Linked DNA regions of Sus scrofa: region 2 is linked to region 1. A link is a contact called in public HiChIP or PLAC-seq data. All regions are on one chromosome and are shown on one strand. The core of a region is the stretch at or near the end of the contact, and the rest is flanking DNA. Distances in the headings are between cores, read along the strand shown.

Region 1 (5,068 bases), core at 1,726-4,225:
CCCTTCTCCCTTTCCGCATGTGTATCACTAAAATAGTATTGCACACACCATATCATTTTTTCTCGTTTATTTGTGTGGCTACATCATTCAATTCTGAACTCATGAGTCCTTTCATTCAACAGATTTTTATTATATGTTTACCATGGGTGCGAGTCATTGCTTATGTTAGGTGCTGGGGATACAATAATTTCCGAAAATCGCACTTGTATCAGTCTTTTTCATTTTTGCATTCACAGCACTTAGCATAGTACCTGGCAAATAAAGAGTGCTCATTAAATTTTTGTTAAGAGTATGCATTTCCTCAGCAGAGTGTCTCCAAGTGTGGTCCTTGGACCACTTGCATCAGGATCACTGAAGAGTGCAGTTTATTTTTTATTTTTGTCTTTTTGCCATTTCCTGGGCCCCTTCCGAGGCATGTGGAGGTTCCCAGGCTAAGGGTCGAATAGGAGCTGCAGCTGCTGGCCTACACCAGAGCCACAGCAACATGGGATCCGAGCCACGTCTGCGACCTACACCACAGCTCACGGCAACACCAGCTCCTCAACCCACTGAGCAAGGCCAGGAATGGAACCCACAACCTCATGGTTCCTAGTCGGATTCGTTAACCACTGAGCCACGACGGGAACTCCGAAGGGTGCAGTTTAAATGTTCAATGTCGGTTCCTAGATCTTGCCTCAATCTACTGAGCCAGAATCTCTTAGGGGTAGGCCTCAAGAATCTGCATTTCACTGAGAGTTTTTGCATCTATATTCATCACAGATAATTGGCCTGTAATTTTCTTTTTTCATAGTATCTTTGTCTGGTCTTGGTTTCAGGGTGATGGTGGCTTCACAGCATGTCTTTGGGAGTATTCCCTCTTCTTCAGTATTTTGGAAGAGTTTGAAAAGAATTGCTATAAGTTCTTTGTATGTTTGGTAGAATTCGTCTGTGAAGCCATCTGGTCCTGGACTTTTGTTTGTAGGGAGTTTTTTTTTTTTTTAGTTACAAATTTTATTTCACTTAAAGTGATCGGTCTGTTCAAATTAAATTTTTTTTTCTTGATTCAATTTCAGTAGGCTCTGTGTTTCTAGAAAGATCTAGCAATCCCATTCCTGGGCATATACCCATACAAAACAATGATTCATAGAGATACAGGAACCCAAGTTTCACTGCAGCACTGTTCATAATAGCCAAGATATGGAAACAACCTAAATGTCCACCAGCAGATGACTGGATTAAGAAGATGTGATACATATATAAAATGGAATACTACTCAGCCATATAAAAGGACAAAATAATGCCATTTGCAGCAACATGGATGTAACTAGAGATTATTGTACTAAGTGAAGTAAATCAGAAAAAGAAAGACATATACCATATGATGTCACTTATATGTAAAATATAAACTATGGCAAAAATAAACCTACCTACAAAACAGAAACAGACCCATGGACAAGATGAACAGACTTGTGGTTGCCAAGAAGGAGGGGGAAGGGAAAGGGATGAACTTGAGAATTTGGGGGTAAGTAGGCGCAAACTTTTGCATTTAGAATAGATAGACAGTGAGGTCCTGCTATATTGCACAGGGAACTATAGCCATGGATAGATCATGATGGAAAAGAATATTATAAAAAAGAATTTATATGTGTGTATAAATAAACCATTTTGCTATACAACAGAAATCAGCACAACATTGTAAATCAACTATATTTTAACTAAAAAATCAAAAATACCCCCCCCAAGAATCTACATTTCAATGTAGTTCTGAAGGTATTTCTTTCACACTAAAATTTGGGAACCATTGCAAAAATAGAGGGAGGTCCAGAGAACTAATGCATATTTTTGAAAAGTGTAGGTAAAACCAGTTGATCATTTTCAATGCCTTTTTTTTTTTTTTTTTGTCTTTTTGTCTTTGCGAGGGCCACACACGCGGCATATGGAGGTTCCCAGGCTAGGGGTCTAATAGGAGCTGTAGCCGCCAGCTGCACCACAGCCACAGAAACGCCAGATCCTAAACCCACTGAGCGAGGCCAGGGATTGAACCCGCAATCTCATGGTTCCTAGTCGGATAAGTTAACCACTGAGCCACGACAGGAACTCCCATTTTCAATGCCTTTGACTGGAGTGGGAAAATTTAGTAAAGGGGGAAAAGATAATTCATTAAAATTATCTGGGCCCAAGTGGTTTGGGATTTTCCTGAGTCACCATTTTCTCTTATTTCTTCCTTCCTGGGTACACTTAAGTGTGGTGTGAGACACTTGGGCTTTAAAAAAAAAAAGGTTTTTAAAATAGACTTGGAATATTCAAATAATTAAATAAAAGCCATTCTAAAGTTTAAGAGGAAAAGTGGAATTATTTCTAATAACATCTCATCTTAATTTAGGTCCGATTTATGATGCCAGGGAGTTTTCATTTTTATTCTTTTTTTTTTTTTTTTTTTTGTGGGGGCGCACACCCACAGGATATGGAAGTTCCCAGGCTAGGGGTCAAATCAGAGCTGAAGCTACCAGCCTCGGCCACAGCCATGCGGGATCCGATCCCAGTCTGCTACCTACACCACAGCTCATGGCAACGCTGGATCCTTTAACCCCCTGAGCGACGCCAGGGATCGAATGCACGTTCCCATGGACACTAGTCAGGTTCCTTACTGCTGAGCCGCAACGGAACTCCTCATTTTTATTCTTCAGTACTTGATGGTATAAGGGGGCTCTTTGCCTGATCTAACAATCCAATATATTACTTTCCATATTATAGAGTTGAATTAAAATGGATTATTTTAAATTACGAGAGAGTAAGTGACAACTGTATTTGTGCTTTGACCCTGATTATGTCTGTGATTTATCTGATGCCTAGCCCTCAATCAGACACCATAGTAGTGCTCGTTATCCATGAAAATTCAATCCATTTGGCTGTTTTATGCTGTATTTTTCCAGAGGATACTGTTAGGAAATGTGTTCCTTGGTAACAGATGAGATGTGTAAGATCTGAGTCAACCAAAGGCAGCCTGACTTTCCTTTCAGGAAGACTTGCACAATTGGACGTTGTGACCATGTTCCTGGGGCTTGGAACTTGCCATTTGGGGTTTGCCTTGATGCGATCTTCATGATCAAGAGCTGAGGTGTCTGTGCACAATCCTCTTAGATATACACTTAGGTTTGCATTTCTGTTTCCCTCCTCATAACTTTACTTTTTTAAAATTCACTTTAGGCTTTGATTGTTTTTTTTGTTGTTGTTGGTGGTGTTACTGCTTCTGACCTGGATCCGGAACTGCGGCCTTCACGGCACCCACGGGGCACTATGTCCAATGACCTGACAATTCAGCGCAGCAACTCCTGCCCGGAGCTGAGCGAGTACCAGGACCAGCAGTTTCGTGGCGACAACGAAGAGCATGAAAAATTACTGATGGAAAGCTCCACACTGTATGTGGAGAATCTTTCCATTTATACAACTGAAGAGCAAATATTTGAGCTCTTTAGTAGGTGTGGTGATGTCAAGAATGTCTTTATGGGCCTGGATAATATAAAGAAAACAGCATGTGGTTTCTGTTTTGTAGAATACCATCTCAGAGCCGATGCTGAAAATGCCATGAGATTCCTAAATGGGACCCTCCTAGATGACCGTATTATCCACACAAAATGGGATATAGGTTTTAAAGAGGGCAGACAGTATGCCCATGGCAGGTGTGGGGGCCAGGTAAGAGATGAATTTCGTGAAGACGCCAATGTTGGTGGAGGAGGCTTTGGAAGTCAGGCTTAGACCCATGGTAGGAGAAAAATCCACTAGAGAAAAACCTTACAGCTCCAACCCCTCAAAAATTCTATTAAAGAAAAACAACACGTCAGCAAATAGCCCATTTTACAACAAATTTAAATCACTTTATTGGCTGGGTGGAAACCCTTTTGATGTATTTGTCTCTCAGAAACATTATTAAATGGCATGAAAATATTCTCTTGTTCTTGTGTTAATTTTGAGGCTGGTTTTCAGATTACTAGTTTGACCATCAGATGGTCAAATGTGAAGTGTTGTTCAGGAATAAATTAGGGTGTGAGAGATGTGAGTCAACCAAAACACAACTTCCTTTTCAGAAGATTTCAGCTGGTTTTTTTTTTTTTTTTTTTTTTTGTCTTTTGTCTTTTAGGGCCACACCCAGGGCATATGGAGGTTCCCAGGCTAGGAGTCGAATCAGAACTGTAGCCACCGGCCTACACCACAGCCACAGCAATGCGGGATCCATGCCACGTCTGTGACCTATACCACAGCTCATGCAACGCTGGATCCTTAACCCACTGAGCAAGGCCATGGATCGAACCCACGTCCTCATGGATACTAGTTGGATTTGCTAACCACTGAGCCATGACAGGAACTCCTCACCTGGATTTTATGACCATGTTCCCAGGACCTGAAATGATTGGATTTTAGTCAAATAAAATAAAGTCAAATAATTAGAAATTTTTAAAAATCACTAAAGGAATACAAACGCATTTAGTTAAAATATTAAAAATCTGAAAGAGGGAGTTCCTGTCGTGGTGCAACGGAAACGAATTCAACTAGGAGCCATGAGGTTGCAGGTTCAATCCCTGGCCTTGCTCAGTGGGTTAAGGATCTGGTGTTGCCATGAGCTGTGGTGTAGGTCGAAGACGCGGCTTGGATCTGGCGTTGCTGTGGCTGTGGTGTAGGCCAGCAGCTCAGCTTCTATTAGACCCCTAGCCTGGGAACCTCCATATGCCGCGGGTGCGGCCCTAAAAAAATTAAAAAAAAAATAATATCTGAAAGAATGTATAATAAAAATAAAAATCTCCCTGCCCTACCTCTTCCAACCCCAAGCCCACTCCCTGGGTAATAACTTTCAATTATTTTAGCAGGGTTTTTGTTTGTTTGTTTCCTGGTAGTTTCATCCATATTTCTGAATAACACGACTGCTTATACTGTTTCTTTTCTTGTTTTTCTTTTTTGTTTTTTTGGCCAAGCCCACGGCCTGTGGAAGTTCCAGGCCAGGGGCTGAACTTGTGCCAGAGCAGTAACCAGAGCCACAGAGATGATGCTGCTGGCTCCTTAACTGGCTGAGCCACCAGGGAACTTCTATTTTCAT
Region 2 (4,963 bases), core at 972-3,471, 98 kb after region 1:
AAAAAAAAAGAATCAGGATACCACAGCCGTCTCCCAGAAACAGAGGTCTTGGGCAGGGATGCTTACGTCAGACTTGAGTACAAAGAAGGGCTAAATGCTCCCTACAGTCTAGTCTGAGGCTAAAGAATGCCTAATCATTCACTGGCTTGCCCTGCTCTCCTTCCATTACATAAGTCTGTGATTGTGAAAGCCAGTGAAAAGGAGGGCTTGGGGAAGAGCCCTAGACTCAGAATCAGGAAACCTGGGTTTTGGAACTGTCTCTGCCACGCACTGACTGCTTGACCACGGGCAGAATGGCCAGTGCCTCGCCTCTGTTGCACCCACTGCCTGCTTTGCTCTGTTGCAGTTACCTGATTCCATCTCGTTTCCTTCATTGGACAGCAAGTTTCTTAAAGGCAGTGGCCATGACTGTGCCACATTCATTGTGGAAACCACAGTTCCTAACTGGTCTCTCTGACTCATGCTGTCCCCCTTTAATCCATTTTCCACATTGTTGTGGGAATGAGCTTTTTAAAATGCAAAGCCCACATGCCACGCCCCTACCACAAACCCTTCAGTGGTTCCCCATCACCATTAAGATAAAGGTTTCTAAGACCCATTATGATCTGGACCCTGTCTGCCTTGAGCATACGCTTTTCACTACCTGCACTTTATACCTGGTTCATTCACTCTGCAAGTATTAAAGCATATCTCTGCCTTGGGCCAAGCATTGGAAGCACAGTGTGAACATGGCACCTGTCCTCAGAGAACTTGCACCCCTCCCCTTTGCTCCTGGCTGGCGAATGCTTATCTCCTAAGGCTCAGCTTGGGCATCTCCTCCTCCAGGAAGCCATCACACATGCTCTGTATCCCTCTCCTTCTCCCTAATCTGGTTCAGGAGTTCTTCCCCTGTGTACCTGGAGAACCCTATCTATCTATCTATCTATCTATCTATATTCTTTGGTCTTTTTAGGGCCACACCCATGGCATATGGAGGTTCCCAGGCTAGGGGTCGAATCAGAGCTACAGCTGCAAGCCTACGCCAGAGCCACCGCAACGCCAGATCCCAGCCGCTTCTGCAACCTACACCACAGCTCACGGCAATGCCAGATCCTTTACCTACTGAGCGAGGCCAGGGATCAAACCCGCGTCCTCATGGATACCAGTGGGGTTCGTTACTGCTGAGCCATGACGGGAACTCCCGTATATGTACATTCATCATAGCACTTCTATATACCTATTTGTCTCCCCACCAGACCTTAAACTTAGTGGGTACTGTGGCCTATCCACTTTTTTTATACCCAGCACATGGCTTGGGACACAATAGGTGCTGAGAAAGGATAATTAAATAAACACTGCCCTCTGGTGGCTAGCTGTTGTCAGTACAATCCTTTATGCACCCCAGGGATGAGTAAAGCACAGCCAGTTTCACAAGAGAGGTAACTCTTTCCTTCTTTTAACATTGGGTGAGGAACCATTTCAGAATATGTGATCTCCTAGCACCTAGGTGGTTGTTTCAGCATCTTTGAAAATCTTCCATAATGTGGCAAACCATATGTAAATGGCAGAGCCAAATTACCATTTTGAGTAATTGTATAAAAAGAAAATGTAAGGGAAATTTGCCTCTTGTAATGAAGACATGTGACCTAGTATACAATTTTTCATTCTCTCTTTATTTCAGGGCCAACATACTCACATTCGTTCATTAATTCCACAAATATTTGTTGACTACCCACAGTGTGCCAGGCATTATTCTAGGTGTTGGGAATACAGTAGTGAATAAAACAAAGTCCTTAAGATTACGAAGCTTATGTGCTAGCTGGGGGAGACACACAATAAATATATTTTTATTAGGAGTTATACATGTTATGGATAAAAATCAACTAGGATGCCAAGTGGGTATGAGATGAGACGCCATTTGAGCAAAGGCCTAAAAATATCTAGTTATAACTTCAGAAAAATTTATAAATGTTGGTTCACCCGATCTGTCTAAACCATTATGGGACTTCTAAAGTTTTTCTTTTTCTTTTAATTCTTGAAATAAGTTTAAGCTCATATAGAAGGTTCTAAAATAATAGAGTTCCAACACACCATCCATATATTCTTCCCCAGTGTTAACATCTTACATAACCACATAACTCTCGCAATTAGGAAGTTATCATTGGTACAATATTCTACTAAGCAAGCTACAGACCACATGCAGATTTCATCAGTTTTTAACATGTACTCAGCCTTTTGGAGGGGCGGGGGGGAATGTGTGTAGTTCCATAAATGTCATCACATGTATAGATTCGTGTAACTACCACCATAATGAGAACAGTACAATCTCATTACCCCTAAAACCTCATTTGTGCTACTTCTTTGCAGTCACATCTGCCCCCCTGGCAGCCACGGATCTGTTCTTCATCACGATAATTTTGTAATTTGTGGAATGTTACATAAATGGAATCATGCAGTATGCAACATATTATGATTTGTTTATGTCACTCATCATCATGCCTCTGAGATACATTCAGGTTGTGTGCATCAATGGTTTACATTTTTTTTTTATCGTTGATGATCCACAATTCGTTTATCTGTGCCCCCACTGAAGAGCATTTCAGTTGTTTCCAGTTTTTGGCTAAGACCCATAAAGCTGTTACGAACATCCCTGCAAGTTTGTGTGTGCGTGTGTGTGTGTGTAGATATAAATGTTCATATTTATAGGCTAAATTCACAAGGGTGAGATCCAGAGAGTTTTATAGCTTCAGAGGGGGTTATAAGCAAGTACTATGCTTCACAAAACAAGTAGTGGAGTGGAAAGAACACTGGATGGGGAGCGAAAGCTCTGGCTCCAGCCGTGCCCTGTCATTGATCGTACTATGATGTTGAGTAAGCCCTTCTCTCTAGGCCTCACGTTTCTATCTATAAAATAAGAGGCTAGAAATGGATGCTTACTTCAGTCCTTTTAAGATTTAACAATTTTACGGTTCTGAAGATATAGAAAGGAGGTTTCTGCTTCATTTCATGTAGGATATATATATGTGTGTGCATGTGCGTGTGTGTGTGTGTGCGCGCGTGTGTATAATACCTCTCCCACTTCTTGCCTGTTCTAAATAGCTACCTTGTGTAGAAGGAGAATATGGGGGGAGAAAATAACTAGCCCTAAGGCTACCAAGGCTTGGAGGTCTGATCCCTGAGGGATTCTAAAACTAACACAGAATTGCCACCCGGCACTAGGCCATTCCTAAGACATGTATATAGAGCCAATTATCCTCTCTCTGTGTTGCCAAAATTTTTGTTCATTAAACTCGGTAAGTAAACATGGAAAATGTGTGTGTGCATGTCGATATACGTGTGTGTGCATTATATATGTTCTACATGTTACATTATATGCATTTTGGGGGCCACACCTATGGCATGCATCCTCAGGGATCGAGCCCATAACATAGCAGTGACCCAACGCCGGATCCTTAACCCACTGAGGGAGGCCAGGGATCGAACCCGCAACCTCGTGGATCCTAGTCGGGTTCCTTAACCACCGAGCCACGAAGGGAACTCCCACACCATATTTATGGCTTTGATGCTCCCATTCCCCACCTACCTCTGCCCCGCAACCCCTCATCCACTCCTCTGCCAAAAAATTAAATGTAGGCACTGAGGCAGTCGGTTGCTTAACTCTGCCTCAGCAATTTATTTTTTTTTTGTCTCCTAAGCTCCAGTTCCTCCAGTACAGAATCTTATTAATAGCTTTACATATTCCCCAGTCTGTTAAGTGAGCACCCTCCCTCCAAATCAAATGAAACAGATAAAATCCATTAAAAAAAACAGCCCCGCTTCATTTAATTCTTTTTATGTAAAGCCAGCAGAATCATCTTTGAAATGTTGTAGAATTTTGCTTTAGAAAACAAAGAAGATGTCTCATCTTCCTCTTCCTTTTATACACATTTGAACCTTTTTTTTTTCTTATTTTTAGGGCTGCACCTGCAGCATATGGAGGTTCCCAGGCTAGGGGTCGAATCGGAGCTACAGCTGCTGGTCTACACCACAGCCACAGCCACGCCAGATCCAAGCTGCCTCTGCGACCTCCACCACAGCTCACAGCAACGCAGGATCCTTAAACCCACTGAGCGAGGCCAGGGATCGAACCTGCAACCTCATGGTTCCTAGTCGGATTCATGTGTGCTGTGTCACAACGGGAACTTCCCGATTTGAACTTTCTTGATACAAAGGACTGTGGAGGTAGTATGTATGTGCTGCTGTCCCTTAAAGTGTGATCCAGATTAACATCTTGGCTTAGATGCTCTCACAGTACATGCAGCATCGGCATCAGAAACATCATGTTTTCTTGCTTTTTTTTCCCAGCTTTGTTGAGATATAATTGACATATAACATTGTGTAAGTTTAAGGTGTGCAATGTGATGATTTGATATGCTAATATATAAGCATATAAGATGAACACATATAAGATGGTCGTGTCATAAGATGACCACGATAAGCTTAGTTAACACAACCATCACCTCACATAGTTACGCATGTGTGGTGAGAACATTTAAGATCCACTCTGAGTTCCCTTCGCGGCTCAGCAGTTAATGAACCCAACTAGGATCCATGGGGATGCGGGGTCTATCCCTGGCCTCCCTCAGCGGGTTAAGGATCTGGCGTTGCCATGAGCCGTGGTATAGGTCGCAGACGTGGCTCGGATCCCGCGTTGCTGTGGCTGTGGCCGGCAAAAAGATCCACTCTCTTAGAAACTTTCGAGTGTACAATACAATCTTGTTAAACATCATCAAAGAATCTGAAAAAACCAAACTCATAGTCACAGAAAGAACACTGCATTTTCTCTGGTGTGTTGTTAAAAGGGGGTAATGAATGCGTTTGCAGCTCAGCAAGGTGACACAGTTGTTTGTAACGACTCTTGGATAATCTGTCAGATGTCCAATTTACCTCTCACTTTTCCTCATCCTGTCCTTTGCACAGAAAGTGGCTGCTCATTGAACAAAGC

What was found. HiChIP or PLAC-seq counts read pairs in DNA pulled down with a chosen protein or histone mark.
Region 2: a contact with region 1 is called in an H3K27ac HiChIP or PLAC-seq map of alveolar macrophages. The contact joins two enhancer-like sites. A contact is called at or near these places in 4 of 47 Hi-C or Micro-C datasets (embryonic fibroblasts, mesenteric adipose tissue, retroperitoneal adipose tissue and 1 more) and 1 of 2 datasets of contacts at active chromatin or transcription factors (alveolar macrophages).

Annotation. Positions count from the first base shown.
Region 1 is chrX:88,255,301-88,260,368 of Sscrofa11.1, forward strand. It overlaps the pseudogene LOC102161152. Among named protein-coding and RNA genes, the nearest start is that of TSC22D3, 24 kb to the left of the region's middle. Within about 2 kb of position 2,976, at least 1 of the 83 cell types and tissues checked has an H3K27ac peak or open chromatin away from gene starts, as enhancers often do. A contact at or near this core is called in alveolar macrophages, where this site is marked.
Region 2 is chrX:88,353,715-88,358,677 of Sscrofa11.1, forward strand. The region is part of intron 3 of MID2 (probable E3 ubiquitin-protein ligase MID2); the gene reads left to right. Among named protein-coding and RNA genes, the nearest start is that of NLRP12L, 47 kb to the right of the region's middle. Within about 2 kb of position 2,222, at least 1 of the 83 cell types and tissues checked has an H3K27ac peak or open chromatin away from gene starts, as enhancers often do. A contact at or near this core is called in alveolar macrophages, where this site is marked.